Regions from separate parts of the Callithrix jacchus genome. Here region 2 is linked to region 1. Evidence: chromatin contacts called from public Hi-C data. All regions are on one chromosome and are shown on one strand. Each heading gives the region's core, a stretch centred on a gene start, on an enhancer-like site or on the middle of the called end of the contact. The rest is flanking DNA. Distances are from core to core; before and after follow the strand shown. Region 1 holds the start of CMTM6 (CKLF like MARVEL transmembrane domain containing 6). Region 2 holds the start of CNOT10 (CCR4-NOT transcription complex subunit 10).

The links. Hi-C and Micro-C count contacts between places; a contact is called where the count stands out from the background.
Region 2: a Hi-C map of induced pluripotent stem cells shows a contact between it and region 1, with 3 times the contacts expected there. The contact joins the promoter of CNOT10 here to the promoter of CMTM6 in region 1. A contact is called at or near these places in 3 of 3 Hi-C or Micro-C datasets (induced pluripotent stem cells and skeletal muscle).

The regions. Positions count from the first base shown.
Region 1 is chr17:70,710,940-70,716,787 of calJac240_pri, reverse strand. CMTM6 (CKLF like MARVEL transmembrane domain containing 6) reads left to right here and starts at 3,231. Exons shown (of 4, transcript XM_002759717.6): 1 at 3,231-3,438. The coding sequence starts at 3,301.
Region 2 is chr17:70,867,028-70,872,875 of calJac240_pri, reverse strand. CNOT10 (CCR4-NOT transcription complex subunit 10) reads right to left here and starts at 2,519. Exons shown (of 21, transcript XR_013528719.1): 1 at 2,227-2,519.

The DNA.
Region 1 (5,848 bases), core at 1,982-4,481:
TTTTTGTATTTTTAGTAGAGAAGGGGTTTCACCAAGTTAACCAGGATGGTCTCGATCTCTTGACCTCGTGATCCGCCCGCTTCGGCCTCCCAAAGTGCTGGTATTGCAGGCTTGAGCCACCGCGCCCAGCTTTTTGTTTTTTGTTTTTTGAGATGAAGTCTTGCTCTGTTGCCCAGGTTGGAGTGCAGTGGCATAATCTTGGCTCACTGCAATCTCCGCCTCCCAGGTTAAAGCAATTCTCCTGCCTCAGCCTCTCGAGTAGCTGGGATTACAGGCATGTGCCACCACACCTGTATAATTTTTGTATTTTTAGTAGAGACAGGGTTTCACCTTGTTGGTCAGGCTGGTCTCGAACTCCTGACCTTAGATTATCCATCCACCTCAGCCTCCCAAAGTGCTGGGATTACAGGCATGAGCAACCACGCCCAGCCTATCACAAATCTTTTATTCATCTCTCTAATCATCAACTCATCTTAATTTTGGATGAATTTCAAAGGAAATTATAGACATTAGTAGTGTTCAATTTAGGATGATAGTAACTTGAAGAATAATGAGGCAATGAGTCCTTGTAGCCCTGGTAAAAATACAGTGGCCTTCTTTTGTTGGACAGAATTGGTGGCATCTTGGCCTCAGGAGGACATTCAGAATGCATGTAATCAAAGACAGAAGGATAGTTCTGGCTGGTTGTAGGTGGCCTCAGCAAGGCAGTATCTACTTGTCTCTGTTCATTTGAATGGGAGCTTTTGTTTGTTACTGAAAGAAGAAAGGGAGGTTTGGGGTGGCAGCAGATGGCAAGAGAAACCACTTCTCTCTTCCATGGGTTTTTCTTTTTCTTTTTCTTTTCTTTTCTTTTTTTTTTTTTGAGACAGAGTCTCACTCTGTCACCAGGCTGGAGTGCAGTGGTGCATACTCAGCTCACTGCAGCCTCCATCTCCCAGGTTCAAGCAATTGTCCTGCCTCAGCCTCCCAAGTAGCTGGGACTACAGGTGCACACCAGCACTCCCTGCTAATTTTTGTATTTTTAGTAAAGACAGGGCTTCACCATGTTGGCCAAGTGATCTCCATTTCTTGACCTCATGATCTGCCCGCCTCGGCCTCCCAAAGTGCTGGGATTACAGGCATGAGCCACCGGGTTTTGAGACTCCAGTGGAGAGGAGTTAGAGGCTGATGGTGGTTGGGTTAGTAGTTAGCAGCTAGGTTTCGAGTCAGACTGCCTAGGCCTGCATTCCAGCTGCTCTTGGCTGTTTGACCTTGCATATGATTTCAGCCTCTTGGCCTCAATTGTCTCATTTGAAAGTGAAGATTCTGTAACTCAATCAACTTCAGTTTGTTAAAATATAATTGCATTCCTTGACAAGTTCACACAAAATAACATATGTGACTGTAGCAGTTGGTGATCAAGAAAGAGACAAACAAAATGATTTTGAAAAGTGTGGGTCAACATGGCCAGGGGGAGACCTATGTTAATTCTAGCTAAATAATTAAAAGCTTGCTTGGCTCAGAGTACACTGAAGTTTATACACAGAACTAAACTATATTATTGGTGCAGTTAATTAGAAATCAAGCAGCAACAGGAAGCCTAAGGTAAAGACCATCTGAGAGCGAAGTAACACCAGGGAACACCTCGGGGTGGCTGCAGAACAGGCAATACTGCTGTGGTCCCACGAACGCATTCTCAACATGGAGACTGCATGAGGGTCTTGTAAAGAGGGCTTCTGCAAAGATCTCTGAGAAGGGAGTCGATCTCTGCTCACAAGATCCAGGAGGGTCTTTGCAGATGGGAGCTGGCAAGGAGGAGAAAATCCTTGCAGGGCAGAGATAATGGAAAGCCTCAGGCTCTGTCTAGGTTCTCGGAATATGGAGTGATTTTAATTGCTCTATGTCCTCAGTGCTAGGGAGATAAAAGCCCCTGATGCATTGGATGTGGTCAGACCTGGTGGCTCCCCATCTGCTATACTTCTGATCCCGCAGCAACCCGATAGCAATTGGTGATAAACTCAGAGTACTAGTTTAGCATGTCTTAGAAGGATCACAAGTGCTCTCTCCCACTGTCTTACCTACCCCTTTACCCTCCCTTCCATGTCTATAAGATCAATGAGATTATGCACATAATAAAAGTGTTTGGAGCCCAGAGCTCTGGACCAACGCTGTAAAATCTACTCGTGTCTCTGTCTTTATTTCCTTTTCTCAATATCTCATCACCTCCGGGACTAAGGGCACCCACGTACAGGGTTGGGGCTGGTACCCAATAGAAAAGTGAGCCTCAGTGGAATCTGGAGAGACGTGGGAGCGAGCAATCCTGGAAGTCCTTACAGACAACTCATTGTACTTAAAATGAAATCTGAATTCGTCCCTTGTCTGCAAGTCCTCAACATTATCTGGCCCTTGCCTACATCTCCAACCTCATCTTCTTTCCTCCCATACTTATTCATAGCCACACAGGCCTTTGGGCTTCAGATTCAGCCAAACTCATTTGGTCCTCCGAACATTTGCACTTGCATGAAAGGCTCTCCCCAGATCTTCCCAAGCCTGACTTCTCCTACTTTGCGTCTCATTCAACTCAAAGATCATGGTCCTCAGAGAGGCCTTTCCTGACCACTGCACTCCAGCCTGGGCGACAGAGTAAGAGAAAAAAAAAAATGCTTCAGATGAATATTCCTTTCTGTTCTAAAGAGTTCTACTATTCACGTAGAAAATTTTAGCTTTACTTCAGAGAAATACAGCTGATACCTAGTAGTGGCCATTTAAGTAGAGCACTCAACTATCCATCCTTTTCTTTCTTCTTCCTTTTTTTTTTTTTTAAATGAATTTACCAAGCCACCAGAAGTGCCGAATCTACTATTTTAATGTCATATTTTCACATCACTTATCACTATCTGAAATTGTTATTAATCTGTTTTCTTGTTTATCGTCTGTCTGTTTCTAGAGATCCTGTGATTTTGGGTGGTACTTGGCTGTCACCCTAGCACCTAGAACGGGTTTCCCTGCACGCTGAAAGTACTAAAAAACATTGAGTGAGTGAATGAATGAATGAATGAATGAACATCAGGAAGATGAAATATGGAGGGAGGTGAGAAATCCGTGAAAGCCTCACAGAATGAACTCAATCCTTGGACGAAAGTCGGAAGAAGCCCAAGAGCTAACAGGCAAGTCAGCTGAGGGAGGGGGCGGGGCGGAGTCGGACGGAAGCCGGGGAGGAGGCCCAGGAAGTGACGGCCCCTCCGCGCTCCGGGGGACTTCTGGAGTCCGCGAAGTCGGCGGCGCGGTTGCTGTGGCTGCCGCGCTCCCCGGCCCTAGGCGATGGAGAACGGAGCGGTGTACAGACTCACTACGGAGGAAGACCCGGGCACCGCCACAGGGCCCCGGAGCGGCCTCGCTGCCTACTTCTTCCTAGGCCGACTCCCCTGGCTCCGGCGCGTTCTCAAGGGCTTGCAGCTGGTGAGTCCTTGGCCGCGGGAGTGAGGCGAGCCCGGGGTGGGGAGCGGGGTCTGGCCCGGGCTTGGGAGGCCGCGGAGCTGCTTCTCTTCGGCTTGGTGGTTGAGTGCGAGGCGGTTTCTACACCTCTAGTTCCTTCCCTCTCCGCCCGGGAAGGGGGCGTTACCCTCCGCCCTTCCGTCGGGCGGCCCCTCAGCCCCACGGCTCCCCGCTCCGGGATCCCACGAACTGGGGCCACCCAGCCTGTTAAGCAGGCCCGGGAAATGCTTCGGAGACCCAGGGCAGCCACTTCAACCTCTTCCACTCCTCTCTGGCGGCTTTCCTCCTTCTCCCGGCTCCACTCTGCACTATCGTCCACAGTGCCTGTAATTAGACTGTGAAGCGCTTTCTGTTTATCTTTTCTGGCTTTTGCGGTTTTCCTGTTGAGAGCCCTTGAGGGCAGTTTAACCTGCTGAGCAAAGTCCTCGATACCAAGCATGGCATTGAGTTGTGTATGTGTGTGTGCGTGCCCAGTAAATTGTCTTCTAAAAGTTTGTTATTGACTGGAAAAGCATTATTTCAGAATTGAGCAATATGGGTTCGAAGTGGAAAGTCAAAGGGCGGCTTTTTGTGAGTCTGTGCGGATAGCAGAACCAGGCATGGTATGCAGCTTTCCATTTCATTGAGTTTCTTTTAAGCAGTTAAAGTACCATAAATCTATTAGTGAAAAAAATCACAGCATCTTTTGAGATTTAAATTACAGTTCGCTTTACAGTGGCGTTGAGCTGTGTCCTGTTTCAGCCACAGATGAGGAGGAACGTTTTCTGCAGTAGAACCAGTGTAGGAAAAATCCGAATGATTAGAATGTTTATGGGCTTTGTTTTGTTTTACTTTGCTTTGTTTTTTAACCATTCTAAGTAAAAGGTTAAAAAACATTGGCTTCCTCGGAAAGAACTTAAATTCTTACCACTCAAATGACTAGAAGTTAAGTTCTTAGAACTCAGATGACCTAATTTTATTGAATAGAAAAACAGAAGTCGGAAATCGGCACTGCTGTTGAGTGATCAAAATGATCATATCTGATGACGCCTGGGAAATCGTTTGAAAGCGAGTGGTAATGTGGCCTATGGAAACCAGCAGGATCCGGCCTTATCTTTCTCTCCATTCTCCCTGTAGGTGGGTCCACACCAGCCACCTTTAATTTATTACGAGGCATCAGGGGCTCCTTCCTACCACTGTTCCTTTGCATAACCTGTTCCTTCTACCGTCTTCCTTCTGCTCTTCCTCTTGTCAGCGGTCACGTGGTCTTTGGGTATCAGCTGTATTTCTCTTCAGTAAAGCTAAAATTTTCTACATGAATAGTAGAACTCTTTGGAACAGAAAAGAATATTTATCTGAAGCGTGTGTGTGTGTGTGTGTGTGTGTGTGTGTGTGTGTTTTGTTCTGTCTCCGGGCTGGAGTGCAGTGGTGCGATCTTGGCTCACTGCAACCTCCGCCTCCCAGATTTAAACAGTTCTCTTGCCTCCACCTCCCCAAGGAGTTGGGACTACAGACAGGTACCTACATGCCTGGCTAATTTTGTGTGTATGTGTGCGGGTTTTTTTTTTTTTTTTTCCCCAAGACGGAGTCTCACACTGTTGCCAGGGCTGGAGTGCAATAGTGCGATCTTGGCTTACTGCAACCTCTACCTCCCGGGTTCATGTGATTCTCCTGCCTCAGCCTCCTAAGTAGCTGGGGTTACAGGCGCACACCACCACACCCAGCTAATTTTTTGTATTTTTAGTAGAGATGGGGTTTCACTATGTTGGCCATCTTGAACTCCTGACCTACTGATTTGCCCTCCTCATCCTCCCAAAGTGCTGGGATTACAGGCGTGGGATTACACTGCTCCCCGCCTTTTTTGTATTTTTTGTAGAGACGGAGTCTCGCCAAGTTGACCAGGCTGATTTGCCCCCGGACCTCCCAAAGCGCTGGGATTACAGGTGTAAGCCACTGTGCCTGGCCCATCTGAAGCATTCTTGCTGCTTAAAAAAATCATGTGTATTGGTTTGCTGCCCATAAAATCTCCTGTTTTCAGTTGCGTTTGTTTTTTCTTTCTAATAAAAAGTGGCAAAGCTAAAGTAAAATTTCTCAGTACCTTATTATAGTTAGTAAACTGTAGTTTTATGTCTTTGCAATAGAACATGACCAGTTTCCTTCCTTATTGCTATTATAGAAGAAAACATGGAACACAACCAGAAATTATTGTGGTAAATGTTATATTTGGACACAGAGAAGACGAATTTGCCTTAAAAGATTGTTAGGCTAGGCCGGGAGCAGTGGCTCACACTTATCATCCCAGCACTTTCAGAGGCTGAGACGGGCGTATCACCTGAATCAGGAGTTCAAAACCAGCCTGGCTAACAGGGAAACCCTGTCTCTACTAAAAATACAA
Region 2 (5,848 bases), core at 1,270-3,769, 160 kb before region 1:
CATGACCCTTTTTTCTTACCTAATGATGAACACACACACACACACAAGACCATCTGTGACAAAGATCCTAACCTCATGAACTCAGAGAGAAAGTGGCACGTAAGATAGACTTTGAATGAGTAAAGTGTTCACCAGACGGAGAAGACAAAGGACATTACAGCCCAGAAGCTCAAAAAATACAATGCTTTGTAACAGTAATTTCTGATATAAAGAGCTGGGTGGGTTGATACAGAAGAACCAGCTAGAAATAGATTTTAAAGATGCCCACAAACTGCATTAAAGAGGACTTAAAAAGAGAAAGAAAAAATAATAAAAACTAAATAAAAATCATGATGACTTATTGCCCAAAGCACGTACAGTCTTAGAAAGTTTATAGGAAGGGGAACAACATGATTCAATGAATGCCTTAAGGGATAAAAGAAGGGGTGGGGCTGCAGTGAGGAAAATGGATGGGATAGGAAGAGACTAGTAACAAACACCAGTGAGAAGACTACTTAATGTGACATAGATCATATTAAAAGATAAAGGCCAGAAACACAGCAGTTGAGATGGAGATGAGCAGGGATTCAAGGGAGCCACATTAAATACTCATCTACTTTATATACATTTAACCTTTTATCTAAGCAGGAAGTTTCCCTCAACATGGCCTATACACTTAAACCAATGAAAACAGTCCCCTTATCACTGTGGACCTTATTCAACTACACACATTACACAGATCTTACCAAACAGGAGTACAACTAGGATATGTCTGTCTCCTCCAAAGGACTGAGCAGCAGATCTTCAAAGGCAGGGAGTGTGTCATATCCATTATTCAACACTCAATCTTCATGAATGAATAAATGAACGAGTAGAAGGCTTTATGACTGAGGATGTGAAAACTGGATGGGCTTTATTTCTAAAAAGGTGATTTTGGGCAAGCGCAATGGTTTGAGCAAGTAAGAATGGTAAATGTGGGGAACACAGATGCTATTCTAAAATAAGGAGGAAGATGTTGGCCCCCTTGTTCAGCCTTGAACAGGCCATGCCTTTTTCCTAACGGTCTCTCCCCCATCCACCTATCCCCATTCCATATAGCTCATTCCCTCACTTCTTTCAGATCTCTACTCAAATATCATCTCACCAGAGGCCTTCCCTGACCAACCTATCTAAAATTTCACAGCATATTCCTTATACCCTCTCTAGGCGTTTCCTCCGTTGTTTTTCTTCTTAGAAGATTACTGAAGAGATCCTATAATGATTTTTATTCCTCTGTACCTAAAATACAATTGGTTTAACTTCCAAGTGAAGTTCCTTTGTCAGTTACTGTGATTAGAACCTACTAAAATCCACAGCACACTGAGATTTTTTTCTTTAAATTCACTGTAAAAATTCTAAGTTCCATCACTTTTTAAATCCTGTCACTTAAGTTCTTTCCAATAAAACCTGTATGCCACAAAGAATATTAATTTCTTGCAGGGAACATTCTGGACATGGTCAAGAAATAATTTTATATTCCTTAATGGAGAAGATTCTAGGAATGGGAGCAATAATCCATAAGAAAACCATCGAGATTAAGTAATTTCAAGGAACTAGAGGAATTAGGTACCAAACACAAGATATTAGGAGCACGGATTGTAGAAAGGCAATGGGATTTTATGCCTTTTTAAGTAAGTGGTTTACTTTGGGAGGCAGAGGCAGTAGGATCGCTTGCGCCCAGAAGTTCGAGATCAGCCTGGGTAACATAGTGAGACCCCCACCCATTTCTATTGAAATAAATAAATAAATAATGGTCTTTACAAAGTTAATTCCATAGGAGTCAATGACCAAAGGAAGCCACCACGTGTGGCCAAAACAGACAAGGTTAATCCCAGCGTGAGCCACGCGATATTACAGGCAGATGTGTGCTCCAGGGTGACTTTCTCTTGTCTGTTTTTCCCACGAAGAAGTCGAAAAGTCTGCGAAGGGGCAAAATACATTTAAGCTTTTTGGGCCAGAGTTATCCTGGAGAGCACGGCAAAGGCGGCCAGTAGCGACTTCATGCTGCACTTGAGTAAAACAACTATTGAACTCGGGGCCCAAAGACTCACGTTAGCGACAGCCGAGATAGAGGATGGGGTAAAGAAATGCACGCCCAAATTCAAGTCGCCCTGGAGTCCCCACCCGGAGCCCCGCCGCCTCTCAGAGCAGGGTCTGCCCGGCCCCGCAGGTCCAGCCGTCTCGTCGCTCGGGGTGCTGGCGCCCTACCTGCAGGCTTGTCTGCAGCCATCTTCCCGCTTCGGCTCGGGTTCTTCCCTGCAGGTGGCGTGGCCCTGACTCCCGCCGCCGGGCTGGCAGCTGTCCTGGACGTCGGAGGACAACTCTGCCTACCCCAGCTCCGGGCCCCCGGGTTCCGGCTTGAGGAGTGGGCAGACGGCGGGCTGAGGAAGTGACGAGAGCTAGTTCGCGTCGTCTAGCAACAGCAACAGCGTCCCCGCCCGGGCAGCGCCACAGCGTCCCGCCATACACAGCTTCCGCCCCACGGCGTCCCGGTACCCACTACTTCCGGGGGCGGTGGCCCGCCGCGCCTGCAGCGCCGGCGTGGGAACCGCTGCTGGCCCCGCCCCACGCCGACGTCCCCTCCGCGCCCCGCCCCGGGCCGGACGTGCTCTGGCTGGAACCTCGGGATGTTAGCACAATGGACGTGGTGCAACGTACGCGCCTCTCTTTTGCTTATTGTGATTAAAAACATCGAAGTGTCAGAACTTTTGTCCCTCAATTTTACATAAGATTGCAATAACGCCGGGCGCGGTGGCTCACGCCTGTAATCCCAGCACTTTGGGAGGCTGAGGTGGGTGGATCACAAGGTCAAGAGATCGAGACCATCCTGGTCAATAAGGTGAAACCCCATCGCTACTAAAAATACAAAATTAGCTGGGCATGGTGGTGCATGCCTGTAGTCCCAGCTACCTGGGAGGCTGAGGCAGGAGAATTGCTTGAACCCAGGAGGCGGAGGTTGCAGTGAGCCGAGATCGTGCCATTGCACTCCAGCCTGGGTAACAAGAGCAAAACTCCGTCTCAAAACAAAAAACAAACAAACAAACAAGATTGCAATAACCACATCTGACATTTATGTCTAAGCACTGAGCCCTGCACTTGGCCTGTACTATCTCATTGATTTCTCACAACCACCCCGTGAGAGAGGCACTGTTGAGGATCCCCGTTTAAAAAGAAACGCTTTCTATTTTAGAATAGTTCTAGTTATGCAGAAAAGTTGCAAAGATGACGCCTAGAGTTCCTGTCCCCTCACCTGGTTTCTCCAATTGTGAACATCTTAATTATTTTACTATAGTACATTATTGATCACATCTAAGAAACCAGTTTGATTGGTGCATTGTTGCTAACTAAACTACACATTTTCTTCAGATTTACCAGCTTTCTTTCAATGTCCTTTTTGGTTTTGGTTTTTGTTCCAGGATCCTGCCCAGGACACCACATTGCATTTATTCATGATGTCTTCTTAGGCTATTTTTGGCTGTGACAGTTTCTCAGATTCTCCTTGTTTTTGATGACCTTGACAGTTTTGAAGAGTTACTCCTCAGATATTTATGGTGGAATGTGCCTCAGTTTGGGTTTACCCAATGTTTTTCTCATGGTTAGATTGGGGTTTTGGGTGTTTAGGAGGAAAACCACAGGTGACTGGCTATTCTCATCACATAGAATCAATGGTATATGCTATCAAAATGACATCACTGACATTGTTAACCTCAATTACCTCTCTGAGGTAGTGCTTGCCAGTTTTCTCCACTGTGCAGTTACTTCTACTCTACTTCATAACCAAGCCAATAAATGCAACCCACACTCAAGGTGGGAAGGAGGGGATTTAAGCTCTACCTCCTGCAGTGGGGAGTATGTACATAAATTATCCTCCCCAAGGGAAATTTGCCTCTTCTCCCTCAGTTAGGGAAGATGATCAATATATTATCTATTCAATAATATATTTATATCAGTATGGATTCATGGATGTTTATCTTATATTGGCTACATTCCAATTCTACTTTTTTTTTTTTTTTTTTTTTGCTTAAATTGTCCCAGCTTTGTTAATTGGGAGGTTTTTCAGGTTTATACCTGTTTGTTTGTTTTGCTTTGTTTTTGTTGTTGTTTTAAACTTACTTTTTAAAAAAGTATTTGTTTTTGTCTGGGCATGGTGGCTCCAGCCTGTAATCCCAGCACTTTGGGAGGACAAGGCAAGCAGATCACTTGAGGTCAGGAGCTCGTGACCAGCCTGGCAACATGGTGAAATCTCATCTCTACTAAAAATACAAAAATTAGCCAGGTGTGGTGGCGGGCGCCTGTAATCCCAGCTACTCAGGTTGCTGAGGCAGGAGAACTGCATGAACCCGGGAGGCAGAGGTTACAGTAAGCCAAGACAGCACCACTGCACTCCAGCCTGGGGGACAGAGTGAGACTCGGTCTCAAACAAACAAACAGAAAGTATTTGTTTTTTCTTAAACTTTTTAATTCAGGCTGAGATACACAAAGAAAAGTGCATGAATCATAAGTACAGCTTATTGATTTTTCATCAATTAAACACATACATGTAACTAGCACCCAGAGAAAGGACAGAGCTTTACCTGTACCTGGAAGTATATATAGTCATTTTATTGTTGGGCATTTGGATATTTTATCGATTTTGAATAAAGCCAATATTCATACTCTAGTATGACTTCTAATGGATATGTGCCCACCATAAAAAGGCACACCTGGCCAGGCACAGTGGCTCACGCCTGTAATCCCAGCTCTTTGAAAGGCTAAGACAGGCAGATCACCTGAGGTCAGAAGTTTGAGACCTGACTAGGCAACAGGGTGAAGCCCTGTCTCTACTAAAAAAAAAAAATACAAAAATTAGCCGGGTGTTGTGATGGGTGCCTGGGTGCCTGTAATCCCAGCTACTTGGAAGGCTGAGGCAGAAGAATAGCTTGAACCCAGGAGGTGGAGGTTGCAGTGAGCCGAGATCATGCCATTGCACTCCAGCCTGGGCAACAAGAGGGAAATTCCGTCTCAAAAAAAAAATAATAATAATAATAATAAGAAGAAATAAATAATAAAAAGGCAAATGTGAAGTGTAGAAGGGAGCCTCTTAATAAAAAGGAATTAGGAGGAATCTCATAGAATTCGGGCTTGTGGTAAAGGGATTGGGAAAGCAGGAGGCCAGATTTGAATTGGATGCTGTCAGGAAGCAGGCAATTTGGGCCTGGCGCGGTGGCTCAAGCCTGTAATCCCAGCACTTTGGGAGGCCGAGGCGGGTGGATCACGAGGTCAAGAGATCGAGACCATCCTGGTCAACATGGTGAAACCCCGTCTCTACTAAAAACAAAAAATTAGCTGGGCATGGTGCTGCGTGCCTGTAATCCCAGCTACTCAGGAGGCTGAGGTAGGAGAATTGCCTGAACCCAGGAGGCAGAGGTTGCAGTGAGCCGAGATACCGCCATTGCACTCCAGCCTGGGTAACAAGAGTGAAACTCCATCTCAAAACAAAAAAGAAGGAAGCAGGCAATTCAGTCCTGGTTTTATCTAAACAGAAGGAGGAGTAAAGCAAGCTAGAGATGTCACTGGTAAAAAAGCAGAATTACTCATGTTAGAAGAAGGGGGTGTGTCCTCATTTTTGTGGCTGTGGAGGGTCTTGTTTCTGTCTTGTCCAAAACAATCATGGTGAAACTATCAATGAACATTGGTCATATTCTATGAGTGCTGTTTATGTCCAGTTGGGAACATTCTACAACAGAACGATTTTTAAAAAATTTTCTTAGTCTCCCTTTCACTTTATCACGTGTGGTTACATCTATGTTGGGTCTTATCCTCCATTTCATAGATAGGGAAACTGAGGCAT